Linked DNA regions of Mus musculus: all the other regions are linked to region 3. A link is a contact called in public HiChIP or PLAC-seq data. All regions are on one chromosome and are shown on one strand. The core of a region is the stretch at or near the end of the contact, and the rest is flanking DNA. Distances in the headings are between cores, read along the strand shown. Region 1 holds the start of Gcsh (glycine cleavage system protein H (aminomethyl carrier)). Region 2 holds the start of Cenpn (centromere protein N). Region 3 overlaps Wwox (WW domain-containing oxidoreductase).

Region 1 (4,674 bases), core at 604-3,103, 2.2 Mb after region 3:
GCACTGTGGAAGGATCTGAAGTTGTCATCCTCAGCTACACAGGGGTCTCTCCAGCTTCGCAGTGAGAGCAGACCTCAGAGCAGAAACAGACTGGGGGGGGGGGGGGGGGCGGCACACCTAAATCCCAGCACTCAGAGAGGAAGAGGCAGGTAGACTTCTGTGAGTTCTAGGCCAGCCTGATCTACAGAGAGAGAGAGTTCTAGAATAGGGAAGATTACACAGAGAAACCCAGCCTTGAGAAAACAGAAACAAAACCCCACCATGGTTTGGGGCCTCAGAAAATCTGAGCTGAAACTGAAGATACTGCATTCTCAAACACAATAGCTTGCTTAATATGGGTCAGTGGTGCTATCTGGCACTACACACTAATAGTTAATAAAACTATTCACTGCTAATATGTCAAGCTGCAGGTGACAGGACGACTTCCCAGTAACTCTGAGGTAGCTATTGCCTCGCCTCCACTGTTCTAATGCAGGGCACTGGGGTTCTGAGAAGTTGAGAGACTGTGCCCGAGACCACACAGCTCTAAGAGGAAAAACCAGAATTGAATAATGTCTGTGTTTCAACAAGCACAAGGCTCTGCACCCTGCATAATAAGTGTGCACAATTCTGCCAGTTCAAAGAGGGTAAAAATGAAAAGAACCTGAGTAGTTAAGCAGACCGTGGGAATTGACACATTAGGCAATATTTAACCAAATACCTGGAACTCAGTATGTAGCTCCAGCTGCCCTCGGCCTCACAGCGATCCTCCACCTCAGCAGTGCTGACACGGTTACCGGTGGAAGCCACCCACCATGCCTGGTTTGAAACGGACTGCTTATTTGAGCATTTCTTTACCCTTGTACTCCAGTCAATAACGGTCTGGTGTGTGAAAAACTGGAGAAATTTTAGCAAGAAAGGAAGAAACGTGGCACTCCACACCGAGGAATAACGTGATCAACATTTTGAGTTCCACAGATTTCTGACCCACGGCACTCGCTGAGAGCAGCCGTTCCGATTTGTGCTGCCTGAGTAAGGTCTCCACTACTTGCACATAAAACTGTTTCCCAGCTAACTGTGCAAACGCGTACAATGGGCAGGTCTCCCAGCTATTTCCAGTCCGTCAAACCAGGCTCGTTTGAACCCCAGTACACATCAATGACTCAGACGTTAGAACTTTTCCTGCTGTCTGTAGTTCACAGCTAAAGCTTCCTCACTACGCTTGATTTTGCGGGGGGCGGGGGAGAGAGTAAAAAGCTTATTTCTGTTACTCTGACTTTTCATTCATCTGTATATGCATTCTGCTAAATTTTAGTATGTGTTTCTGCTTAACTTCACTTCGCAGTTCCTCGTAAACAAACTGCTGTTAGGTTCCACAGCAAACCTAAGTGCTCCCCACATTTAGGATCTCGGTGCACCTAAAAGCAAGCTCAGCCCGGCACGAGTGGCCGGTTTACCTGCGGGTCCAGCCGTCCTTCCCTCCCAGCTCCACCTTTCTACCCCGGGTTCAAAGTTTGCTCCTGTACTCTCCCGCCTACTTAGGGAGAAAGGCCGCAGAACCAGGATCCCAAGAGCGAGAAGCGTGGGTAGGGCTATAGGTCGGTCCGGCCAGGAGGCTTGGGAGTAGGGCGGGCAGGAGCGGTGACCACGTGCCCTGCACTTACCCGACAGCAAAGCAGATCCGGTGCGCAGTGAGCGGACGGCGGCGGCGCTCGGTACACAGGGCCGCGGCGAGCAGAAGGTCAGGGCGGTGCGCAGGCTGTAGGCCACAACCCGCAAGCTCCTCGACACTTGCAGCGACATGGTCAGAGGTCCGGAGGGTAACTGCGCTTCGCCTCCGCCACCGGGCCGGTGGGGACGGGGTGGGTCCAGAGTAAGCGGAGCACCCAGGCCCGGGGGCGGAGCCCGGGAGAGGCGCGCTCTGATTGGACATCTTGAAGGTTCCACTTCGGATAGGACAACCCGCGCGAGGGGCGTGTGCATGTGGAGGCGCTGAGGCCCGGATGGGGCTGTGTGAGAGGCGCAGATTGGCTGGGCAGGGAGGAGGCGGGGCCTCACTGGAGGGCGGAGAGTAGAATCTTGCGAATAGAAGCTCCAAGTCCGCAATCTAGGAGTTGCCCTGAACTGCATCGCTGCAGGGGCCAGAGAAAGATTCCAGCAAGGATGGTTTTGCTGGGCTAACGCAGTCTCATGCCACTAAGCCAAAAAGTCCTACGGAAGATGAGGTGCCGCCAGGCCCTTAAAGCACACAGTTACGCCTAACTGCACAAGGTCACCCCCATGGGATTCATTTAAGACCGTTCTAGGCATCAAACCCTGTTTCAAAGAAAGAAAGAGGGAGGGAGGGAGGAAAGAAAAAGGACAGAAAGAGAAAAGGGAGCCGGGCGTGGTGGCGCACGCCTTTAATCCCAGCACTCGGGAGGCAGAGGCAGGCGGATTTCCGAGTAAGGAGTTGTCCATCCTCGGAGTTATCAAGTCAGGGACCTCCATTCCTTATGTTCACTGTCAAGGGAAATGGGTTGGCACCACCAAGACAAAACAGGATTTACCCTGAGGTGGCTGCAGATGTCCTTGGAGAGGGAGAGAAGGCTCCCTGAAAAGGCTCAGTGTCCCTTAGCCAAGAGAAAAGCGTAGGATGTACTGGGGGCAGGGAACCCAGAGTCTGTACAGTGGATGAGGGGAAGGGCGGAACAATATATACTAGAAGCTGTACCAGACATTCAAGCCAAACTAGGGCTGCTGGTGGCAAGGAAGTAGCAGTTAGATAAAAACTCTGGTAGATGACAAAGGTGGTGAGCTTCCATGATGGCCAGCTTCATCTACACCCCCCTGAGCTGAGACAAAAGCCCGGTACCTTAAAAACGGGTGGTACCTTTTAAAATGGGCTGTTTCTTCTCCTGCCAGCCCAGCCAGCCTCCTGCTCAGGGACTGGCTCAAGTAGTTCAAGGCCACATCAGGACCGGCTTACACTTGTAGGCCAGCCAGTGATCCTGTCTTTTCTTTAAACTGACCAGCCCTATAGGGAAGACTCTACAGAGCCAGCAAACAAACAAAGCAACCCAACCCTCAAGAAGAGATTCCAGCCTGGTAGCTGCATGCAGCTTTAATCCTAGCACTCAGGGACAGATCTCTGAATTCAATGTCAGCCTGGTCTATAGTGAGTTCCAGAACAGCCAGGGCTATACCAGACAACCAGAGGAACTCTGTCTCCGAAAACCAAAGATAGATAGATAGATAGATAGATAGATAGATAGATAGATAGATGATGGATGGATGGATAGATAGATAGATTAAACATTTATATATATTAAAAAAAGAGAGACAGAGAGACAGCCGGGGCGTGGTGGCGCACACCTTTAATCCCAGCACTTGGGAGGCAGAGGCAGGTGAATTTCTGAGTTCAAGGCCAGCCTGGTCTACAAAGTGAGTTCCAGGACAGCCAGGACTATACAGAGAAACCCTGTCTCGAAAAACCAAAAACCAAAAACAAACAAACAAAAAAAAAACATAGAGGGTTGATATCTGCCCAGTTCTAGTGCTTTAAGGCTTATTATAAATATAAAGGTTTTATGTCTTTTATTTGGGAACTAGCGGATCTATGGTGGGGTAGAAACCCCCAATTAATATTTACCGAAACAATCCGATGCCTCTGCCTCCTGAGTGCTGGGATTAAAGGTGTGTGCCACCAACCACTAATGCTCTTCTGTTCTTTAAACCTATCAGTTTGTCATTCTTGGTCCCAGCAAGTTAGCAGGATACCTATTAGCATTTAGAAGTCTTGAGAACCACTCAAAGACAACCGCCAATAACCAAAGCAATGAATTAATTGTTCCGTAGAGAATGTTCTTTTCCATTTTATTTCAAGGAGAAAATACATCAGAACCAACAAGCTTGTACACTATTAGATATGTATCTATTGTGACTATTTTACCAGTTGGGTTGCAGAATTCCTCTATAGACAGCAAAGCCAGTACTCCAGTGGGACGCCAGAGTGACCAGCAAGTGCGGGGCCAGAAGCTCTGGCCTTCCCCATCCCCCACCTGTGGATAAACAGTTTAAACCCGGGACAAAGCTTGTGCTGGCTGAGGAGCCAGAGCCTGGGGGGGCAACTCTGGCTGCTCACTGCTGCTCCAAGTCTCCTCCCTTTTACATCTGATGCCCAGAAAGCTGAGGATTTTCACCAGGAGCAAGTCCGCAATCTCTCCTTCCTCCCACAGCTGCAAGAAGAAAGGACTAGGTGATATATCCGGAACCATCCTAAGATATTGTTTGGTCCAGGAGATGAGGCTAGGGCTTGGCGATAGAGCACACCTCTAGGATGCTCCAGGCTCTGGGTTTTGTCCTCAGCACCACAAAGCAAACAAAAATAGCCTCCCCCCACCCCCCCACCCCCCGCCTGCCTAAAGTCACTAGGCTTGGGATGTCCTTCTACTGGGGCTCTAGCTCCACTGGGGAAGGGCAGGCCTATGCTTCCTGCTATCTGCAGTGGGCCCTCTTCCTCTGCTGAGCATGTCTGAGCTGTCCTGGACTTGATATCCCAAACTGGACAAAGAAAGCCTCAGCTGGTTACTGCATCTGAACTTAAGCACCAGACATCTTTCAGAGGTGACTGTCACCCACCTCACTCAACCTTGCTATGTTCTCTTCCCCTGTCACTATTACCCTTCTGCTTGCCCCACTCATCCCTCAGTCCAG
Region 2 (4,630 bases), core at 348-2,847, 2.1 Mb after region 3:
TGGAAGGAGAAAACTAACTCCAGTGAGCATCTTCTGACAGGCAGGCGTGCACGCACACACACGCACACACACACACACACACACACACACACATGATCATTTCTCAACTATCACCTTAAAACTGCTTCTCAAAAGAATAGGCCTCTGCCGGGCGTGGTGGCGCACGCCTTTGATCCCAGCACTTGGGAGGCAGAGGCAGGCGGATTTCTGAGTTCAAGGCCAGCCTGGTCTACAAAGCGAGTTCCAGGACAGCCAGGGCTACACAGAAAAACCCTGTCTCGAAAAACCAAAAAAAAAAAAAAAAAAAAAAAGAATAGGCCTCCTCTGCATCATTCTGGAACAATCTCCTACTAGTGCCAGGTAGGCAGGTAAGTAGTCTGCTAAGACCAGGGAAATTTTAGAGGAAAAAAGAAATAAATGTCTGCTGAATGTTGACATTTAACACTGAAAATGGAGAGGCGTATTTTCACTTCGATCAACCAAATACCAAGGCCTGGATGTACAAGACAGAAAAGATGTCAAGAGAATCCCTTTGCCAAGGCAAAGTTGCATACATTTAAAGTGGGTTTTGTTACTAACACAGGGTCTAGTGTAGCCTCAAATTCCTTATGTTGCTGAGGGTGACCTTGAATTCCTGATTCTTGCCTCCACCACCTCCCCAGAGCTGAGATTGAAGCAAACCATCCTACCCTCCTTGCCTGGGGTTTTGTTTGATTTCGAGAAGTTTTAACAGAGGCTTCTAATACATCTATTGTGAAAACACTCACAGTCGTCCTCGAAGCCTATCTAACGGACCCTAAACATTACTTTCCTTGTCAAGTGTACCGTGGGGGATCTTTACAGATACCCACATCACCAGCCAGTCCAGTGACTTTTCAGTAAAGAAACTTTTGACGGCAGCTCCCTAGATTAGTTATCAGCCAGAACAGTTAGCTCAATGCGCCCTCAGTGTCACGCATCTCCAAAGTTTTGCAGCAGGGTACGCGCACTCGACCAGGCGCGCGCCCAAGGTCGCAATGCCAGCGAGCGGCGGGCAGATCTCAGCAGTGTGACAGCTCATGCCCGCGGCTCACCAAGAAGAGTGTTCCTAGTAAAGGTCCAAGGGCAGGGACATGGGTGAACCTAGCGCGGCGTGGGAAGCTAAAGAGCCGCGTCCTTCCGCCACAGGCAGCCAGATGCCCGGAGGCTGAAGGACACCCGACACTCACCGTCACTCAGCCCCTACAAGAAGCACAGAAAGAGAAGTCACCGACACGGAGCCCGCAGCTCCCTTAGGACTTGCAAGCACCGACGCTCCGCGCATGCGTCATCCTGCATGCATCGCTCCGCCTGGACCGGTCCACTGTCCCATGCTGAGGGGGATCTAGGGCCATCCCACCGGGGCTCGGCGGGGACAGCACACAGAGATGACTGCCAGGTGGAATTCGAGACGGAGAACAATTATATTTACATGATCCTGTCTCTGAGTACAGCGACTCTGGGGATCTAAAGCGTTTTCCATCAGGCGCCCACAGCCGCGTCCCCCCGTGCAGCCGAAGCAGTGCGGAGGGCTTGCCAGGTGGGCGGGGCCCGAGCGGCCATTGGCGGCTTCAAAAGCACCTCGGCGGGAACCGCTGCAGAGACGGCGGGCGATGTGGACTGGTAAGGCAGCCTCAGCGACACCGAATTGGACTCGGAGGCGGCGGGAGGACTACAGGAGCCAGGCCTCAGACATCTACGGGGGCCTTGCCACGGCGCAGTTCCGCCACGGGATCTTAGCCTAGGAGTGACACTAGTGGAGGCCGGGTCCGGGCCAAGAGGGCCGGGATGAGCGTCCATGGCGTCATATCCGCCCGGAGTGGGGCGGGGTTTTATGTCCCTTGGCGTTTATGCCATGGAGGCTCCGGGCTGCCCGCTCAAGAGCTGCTTTACTTTGATCCTTAGGTTCCGTCGAGCCTAGGTGTCAGCTCTCTAATTCCTAGCCTCGCCTCAGTTTTTGTCCATGCCTCCTGTTGCTATACTCCTTGTGCTCCATGCGGGTCTACCGGATCGTTATTGTCACGTGTACATTCAACAGCCTTGTCTTAGCTGCTACCATGAATAAAGCGCTAGAAAATAGAAATTGAAATAGTAACAGGGCAGAAAGTTCACTCAAAGACTTGCTAACTTTGTTGATGTGTTACGCCCTTTCTGTCATTTCTTTTAGGAAGGGCATGGTGCAGATAGATCACTCAGAATTAAGAATCTTCGGAAGTGCTAAGGATTGGGCACCCCACCCCGAAGGCCCTGATCTCCGAAGTTTATAGCCGCATCTGGCCTGGTCAGTACTGGGATAGGAGAAATGCCTGCTTTGCATACACTCTCCTCTAATTTACCTCACTGAGGATCAGGAAAACGCTCTCAGATGTTGTCACGAACAAGGTGTTGGTTTAATAGTTGACAGACAGTGGAACTATATCCTTCCCTTGTGCATACCGCTTAGGGTGGGTATCCAGTCACTCTTCCATCAGTCATTAGTCAAGTGCATATGAGATTGTTCTTGGGTGACCAGACTCGCTGTGTGATTTGGCTCATGGTGACTGAAATTGCTAGGATCAGAACCCCCCAGCCCTGGCAGCCCTAACAAGCTAGGCTCCATAGGCCACTTAAAAGGACAAGTCTTTTGTTTGTTTGTTTGTTTGTTTGTTTTGTTTTTTCGAGACAGGGTTTCTCTTTATAGCCCTGTCTGTCCTGGTACTCACTTTGTAGACCAGGCTGGCCTTGAACTCAGAAATCCGCCTGCTTCTGCCTCCCAAGTACTGGGATTAGAGATGTGCGCCACCACCGCCTGGCTAAAAAAGACAAGTCTTAAATGAGAGGCAGAAAAGAGACATGTATTCAGTGTGGCCACACTGGGAAGAGCAAAGAGGTCTAGTGACCCACACACCAAGTGTTGAGTCCTGAAACAGAAGATTCAACAGAAAGCAGAGGGTATACACAACTAAGCAGCCCTAGTCACGGTGTGGTCCTCCCATCTCTGAGACATCGTTGCCCTGGTGTTGCAGTCCCTTCTGCAAGAGGGTCTGACAAGGAGACAGAAAAGCTCCCTCTGACTGGCACCAGGTGTCAGCCTTTCCTTCCCCATCAGATCCCTGGGTTGAACTCCATGTCTCTGTGGGGACACTCACAAGTGCCTCTTTTTAGAATGACTTTGCTCCTGCCAGAACAGTTATAAAACGGCTATAGAGTTTAAAAACATAGTTGTGAATAAGATCAACATAGTCCCTGTCTTGAGCAGAAAAAAAAATTAACGTAGCTATGATAAAATTATAAAGCCAATTGCAGGTGGTTCTGTAAAAATAATAAACGATGGAAGATTGGAAAAAAAAAAAAAACAAACAAACCACTGTTGGATGATTGCAGTAAGTTTCCTGGGGAGCCAGGCAGTGGTGGTGCACACCTTTTTAAATGAACTCAGCTGGGACTAGAGAGGTAGCTCAGTTGGTGGAATGCTTGCCTCCGCATGCAGTAAGCCTTGGGGTCATCTCCCAAACCACATGAAACCGGATGTGGTAGCGCACACGTGTAACAGCAGTGCCTGGGAGATGGGGACAGGAAGATCAGAAGTTCACGCCAGCCTGGGTTGTGTGAGACCCTGTCTCAGGAGATAAAGATAAGGAGCTAGAGAGCAACTCGTTGTTGCTCTTGCAGAGGACCTCAGTGGAGGTCCCAGCAGCCACATCAAGGGCTCACCACTGCCTCTATCTCCAGTTCCGGGACCAGACACTTGTCTGAAGGGGGATGCCAGCACACCTACGTTATAATGTTCACACAGTCACATACTCATAACTAAGAAAGAAAGGGATAAAGTACAGTCAGCATAAAATACACATATCTTTAGCCAACAGGAAATCACATGCAGCATTCAAGAAGCTTTTGTAATATTAGATGCCAGGCCCAGCCAGGCCTCTCATGAGGAATAGCCATCTATTTACTTCTTTGGAGTCCTTGGGTGTGAGGGAAGCGACATGAGTGACAGGGACACCAAAGACCTTGTTCCTTTCTAGAAGACAAGCTGGCCAAGGAAACTTAAAAAAGTCTACAGAGACTTTGTTTAGTCTTCAAGTGGAAATGATGCCTGTTTGTCGGGCACTGTGGCGTATGCCTTTAGCCCCAGCATGTGGGAGGCAGACACAGGTGGATCTCTAAATTAGATGCCAGCTTGGTCCACATGGTGAGTACCAGTATAACCAGAGCTATGTAGAAAGACCCTGTCTCAAAAAAAAAGAAAAAGAAAAAGAAAAGAAAAGCAATTGTGCTTATTTGCATTTTACCCCCTGAACTGGTATCCAATTGAGGCAACAGTAGGATGAGCCATGCCTTTTAAAGGCTCTAAAGAAAGATAAAAGGCTCAGGCTCTCCCTTCCCTGTACCACAACTTTAGTACGCCTAAGTATCACCTGCTGCCGAGGGAACTATCCCATGGTCGGGGCTCAGGACAATGTGGGCACTCGATGACGTTGCTTGCAGACACAGAGCAGGACGGTATGGTCAATTGGCAGTGCACAGGTGTCCACACTTACTGGTTCACATATCATAGGGAGTCAGCCACTGCCTAAAGTATTACCTGGAAAAGTCCAGGATTAAGTGTCTAAGTAACTCTCACTCTACT
Region 3 (4,377 bases), core at 1,080-3,579:
GTCAGTAGCACTGCCTACACTTCCGATGTTCCTCATGTACTTATGAAGATAATGTGGAGGCAGGCCTTTTACACACTTCTCATCACATTAATACCATTTATTTTATTATCAGTTTTATTATTGTTACTTTTGCCCCCCCCCTCCCTCAGCAGGGGCAAACTTTGCTCTTTGGACTAAGAACAAAACCCCCTGCAATTCTAGAGTGCCTTACATCTGTGGCAATTGTCCTAGGAACTGGAGCCATCTCTTGCTTTTTTTTAGTTCAACCTCGGAGGCCACAGGAGGCCTCTTCTGAGAGATGCCAAAAGGAGAAAAATGGAGATGCCAGCTTCCACAAACGTTATCCCTGTCCCTGCAGAACCATGACGTCTCTGATCTCTCCAGTGTTGACTGCAGGATATTTATTATTCAGCGATAATAATAAATCGCTGCTTATAAAATCCAGGGAATCGAGTGTCGCGGAGGGGAGGAAGGGGAGAGCTGCGAGAGCCAGAGGTCCAGCCAGGCCCAGGCTATTAATCATCGCCCTCCATTATTTCTCGAAGATTCATTCATTGTTCCATAGGTACCTAGAGGGTCAATTAGAGACCACAGACAGGCTTTTTCAAAGACACAGGAGGGTCAATTAGGCCCTCCTTATAATTTTATGCTTTACCAGCAAATGCCAGCGTATTGCACATCAGACTCGGGGAGGTTGGAGATAAACATGGTATTTTTTCCCCTCCTCCTTTGGAGAGAAAGAGGATCCCAACAAGGAGAAATGGAGATGGGTAGTAACCGGTCGGTCACACACGGCTCACAGGCAGTAAGTCTATGTATGGGTCAGTGGAAGGCAACAGGATTTGGTGACCAACCCTGACTTGTGAAGAGCAAAGTTCTCGTGGGGTCAGAGCCTCCGGAATGGTCAGGGACCTTCCGTGATGGAAGGCTCTCGTCCCTTATTAGAGGTGGTTCATTTATCTTAGGTGCCATCTTAACCGTGCAGGCAGGAGAGTATAATTGTAAGCTATAACAAAGAGTATAAGTAGTACTGAGCCCATGGTGATTTGAGTCAGGAGAGACTGGCCTGACCCGGGCTTGAGTCTCGGTGCCCACCATAGCCACCGTTCATGTTTCAGAAGAATTGGGCCAGTGTCATACACATATTGTTTTGCACTATCTTACGGTTCAAGGTTGGCAGCACATTTACATGTTGCCACAGATTACAATAAAAATGAAAGAAAGAAATTGTTCCTAGTAAGAAATAGACGAAGGCCGAGGACTATATCTTGGTGGCTAGCATGTGTGAGGTACTGGGTTTGATAGAGGGGAGGACATAGAAGAGAGAATATCCCAAGACCAGCACCCACATCGACTGCTTTTCCAAGTAGAAGATTACACACTGACTCTGCCCATTCCTAAACATTCAGTCTTGTTAACAGGTCTTTGTATGGATTGGTGCATCTCTCTGCCTGGAATGTTCTATCCAAAGCTAGCTGCAGGTCTTTCTTCTTCTTCCTCCTCTTCTTCCTCCTCTTCCTCTTCTCCTCTTCCTCCTCCTCTTCCTTTTCCTCTTCTTCCTCCCCTTCCGCCTCTTCCTCCTCTTCCTTCTCCTCCTCTTCCTCCTCTTCCTCCTCCTCCTTTTCCTCCTCTTCCTCCTCCAGACTGAGTCAGGCAAGTTGGCATCCTCTGTAGTCCCCACAGTACCCTCTCAAGTCATAGGACCATGTGATATCTGTTTACTAGCCTGCTGGGCATCATACACTGCCACCCTGAGCATGTGTGTGCCAAGAGATACAGTTGAGTCTGGCAGGAGCCCAGCATGGGAGAAGGAAAGTGGTAGAGGAGGAGCCAGGAGATAGAGCAAAAGTCTCCTGACGGCTCCCAAGACCCAGCCTACTGTAGATCCTCCCGTCATGGGAAAGATCATCACCAGGAATGTTTAGGAATAGTGCGACTGTCAGCAGAATGGTGGGGTGGGTGTCAAGAGCAGTGTCGTCAGCTGTGGAAGACATTCTCCAGACAATGAATGAGTGGAAATGACTTCACCCACTTCCCCTTCCTCACCAGGACCCTTGCATCACCTTGGATCTAGCATCACTTGTCACATATGTCAGGAATCAAGGACTCTGGGAGCAGTGTGGTCAGCAAAAGGCACAATTAGTCATGTGTGAGCGTTTTGTGTATTCCACGTAGCTTTCCCTTTTTTTTTTCTTTCTTGAACTGCTCCCCTCGAGGGAAACCCACTTCCGGCATGAGTTTCTTGATGGGGTGTTCTAACTAAGGGCTTTAGTCATGTGAACATAAACAGGAAGGTCCTCACCCCACCCATCTCACAGACCCGGAGCAAACAGACATAGACCACAAGTCTCACCCAACCTTCTCTGTTTCCTCAGTGTATGCCCTGGCTTACAGTCTAATGCAGGAGGGCCAGTTCCCAGCTTCCTCCCAAAGCTACATTTTTCTGTTTGTCTGAAATAACTCAGATCTCAGGAGTTTGCTGTTACATTGCTTCACAGAAATGAGTGAGTGGTGCTCTCTCTCTCTCTCTCCCTCTCCCTCTCCCTCTCTCTCTCTCTCTCTCTCTCTCTCTCTCTCTCTCTCTCTCTGGTATACTTTGGGTATAAGAAGGAACTTACAAATCCACTCCTTTTTCCCTTCTCTCTGTAGTTTGACAGATTATAGGAGGTGGGATGATATTTTTACGTACAAATATCCATTGCAGAGATCCTTTGGACATAGTAACATAGAAGAAAGCATATTCTTTTTGTAGCCTAAATCCTCAATACTGTTGGTATATGAGGATGTTGATTTCTGATTTTATCTAACACTTGGCATGGGAAAGGAATTTCACTAGCTACTACTAGCCTGAACTCACGCCTGCCTAGCATATCACCACTGTCAAGGAAAATAACAGTGATAAGTATTGTTTTGGAACCAACCTTTTCTAACTAAAAAAAACCAGAGCTGTGGCGATTAGGGTTTTATGCTCTATAGGAACAGTGATTGTGAAAGCTAATAAAAATATTTAAAAAAAAAAAAGGCAGAAGAGAAGTTCTACTTAGGGTTCTTTAAGCTGGAGTTCTTGCTTTCTGCTCTGTTTGTGTGTGCGCCATCCCTGTGTAACAAATCAGCATACACTTGGCAACTCTAGCCCATATCAATGGCTGCAGTTCTATAGGTCGAAAGTAAGGGCCCATTATAGCTGTGTTATCATCTCTGAACCTCAGGAAGACCGTGGGGCATCAGCTGGAGCTGCACTCCTGTCTGCGGACACTGGAGGGAAATCCACTGCCACGTTCGTTCAAGGTGTTGGCAGAATTTAGTCCCTTAAAGCTACAAGACTGAGGCTTGAGGTTCCTCTTCAGTCATAGCAGGTGGCTGCCGTCTGCTACCGGAGGCCACCCACCCGTGTCCCTTGACACCCCAGGAGAAGCAGCAGCGACCCACAGATGAAGTCCCTTTGAGGTTTGAATCTCCCTCACTTTCTCGACGCTGCTGTCTGAACACAAATAGAGGGACTTACGTGACTTGGGCACCGAGTTTGGAGCTTTCGATAGCATATGTAAAATCTGTTTAGAATAAATGCACTGACAGATCAATGCCTGGGAGAAGCCCATGTGTACACGGTGGGTCTCTTCAATGGCTGAATTCAACACGCTGTCTTCTCTGTGCCACAGAGTTCCCCACTTGGAATCATGACATGGAGGATTGCCGGGACCATCGAGTGAGTGGTTGTCACTTGTTAGCCCTGTGGTAGCAGACAGGCTTTCCACAGATACCCTCCCAGTTTCCCTTTCAGCTGTGCTGGTTAGGCACAGAACAATGTGAGGCAGGAGAAAAAAAATAAGCCTGGAGAGGTCTGGCATGTGACCTCTACCATGTCAGCCTTGCACAGTGCTCTGCTGAGATACGGTTTCATCTTAGAACACCCCTTCCCCCACAATTATGCTTGAACCCCCAGTGCAGCCAGGTGACATCAGTATGAAAACTGATACACCCATCCCACACCCCTTTACTCACACCCAGGAGGGGAGGTGCCTCTCCTTTGTTCTATTCCAATACAGGAGCAGCCGGGCCTGGAGGGAATGCTCGAGGCATCCAAAGAGTGAGTCTGAGCTTGGAAGTTCCTCACGCTAGGTGTGCCCCCCCCCCATGGGACCCAGAGGAGCCTGTGACCAAGGAGAGCCATGAACACAGTGCCCCCCAACACACACACACACACACACACACACACACAAAGTCTAAGCTTACTTAAAACATGTGACAGTTTTGCAGTTTGCTTTGCAAATTGATGGCACATCTCTGGACTGAGTTCACAGACAAAGCCTTTTTGCAACACCAAAATGTCTGCTCAGGCATTCCACTTGCCCCGCCCCAGCAGGTGGCCCGTGGAAG

The links. HiChIP or PLAC-seq counts read pairs in DNA pulled down with a chosen protein or histone mark.
Region 1: a contact with region 3 is called in an H3K4me3 HiChIP or PLAC-seq map of pro-B cells, with 6 times the contacts expected there. The contact joins the promoter of Gcsh here to the enhancer-like site in region 3. A contact is called at or near these places in 5 of 39 promoter capture datasets (the 3T3-L1 cell line, the C10 cell line, hippocampal neurons and 1 more) and 1 of 115 datasets of contacts at active chromatin or transcription factors (pro-B cells).
Region 2: an H3K27ac HiChIP or PLAC-seq map of large pre-B cells shows a contact between it and region 3, with 5 times the contacts expected there. The contact joins the promoter of Cenpn here to the enhancer-like site in region 3. A contact is called at or near these places in 2 of 39 promoter capture datasets (hippocampal neurons and pre-B cells), 2 of 115 datasets of contacts at active chromatin or transcription factors (large pre-B cells and pro-B cells) and 1 of 9 other capture datasets (liver).

What each region holds. Positions count from the first base shown.
Region 1 is chr8:116,991,645-116,996,318 of GRCm38.p6, forward strand. It overlaps Gcsh (glycine cleavage system protein H (aminomethyl carrier)), which reads right to left and starts at 1,854. Exons shown (of 5, transcript NM_026572.4): 1 at 1,644-1,854. The coding sequence starts at 1,782. It overlaps Pkd1l2 (polycystic kidney disease 1 like 2), which reads right to left. Exons shown (of 43, transcript NM_029686.4): 43 at 4,035-4,196. The coding sequence ends at 4,035.
Region 2 is chr8:116,920,143-116,924,772 of GRCm38.p6, forward strand. Cenpn (centromere protein N) reads left to right here and starts at 1,598. Exons shown (of 12, transcript NM_028131.3): 1 at 1,598-1,641; 2 at 2,186-2,299. It overlaps Cmc2 (COX assembly mitochondrial protein 2), which reads right to left and starts at 1,294. Exons shown (of 4, transcript NM_026844.3): 1 at 1,209-1,294.
Region 3 is chr8:114,813,227-114,817,603 of GRCm38.p6, forward strand. All of the region lies in intron 8 of Wwox (WW domain-containing oxidoreductase), which reads left to right. Among named protein-coding and RNA genes, the nearest start is that of Gm16118, 110 kb to the left of the region's middle. Within about 2 kb of position 2,330, at least 88 of the 459 cell types and tissues checked have an H3K27ac peak or open chromatin away from gene starts, as enhancers often do. A contact at or near this core is called in pro-B cells, where this site is marked.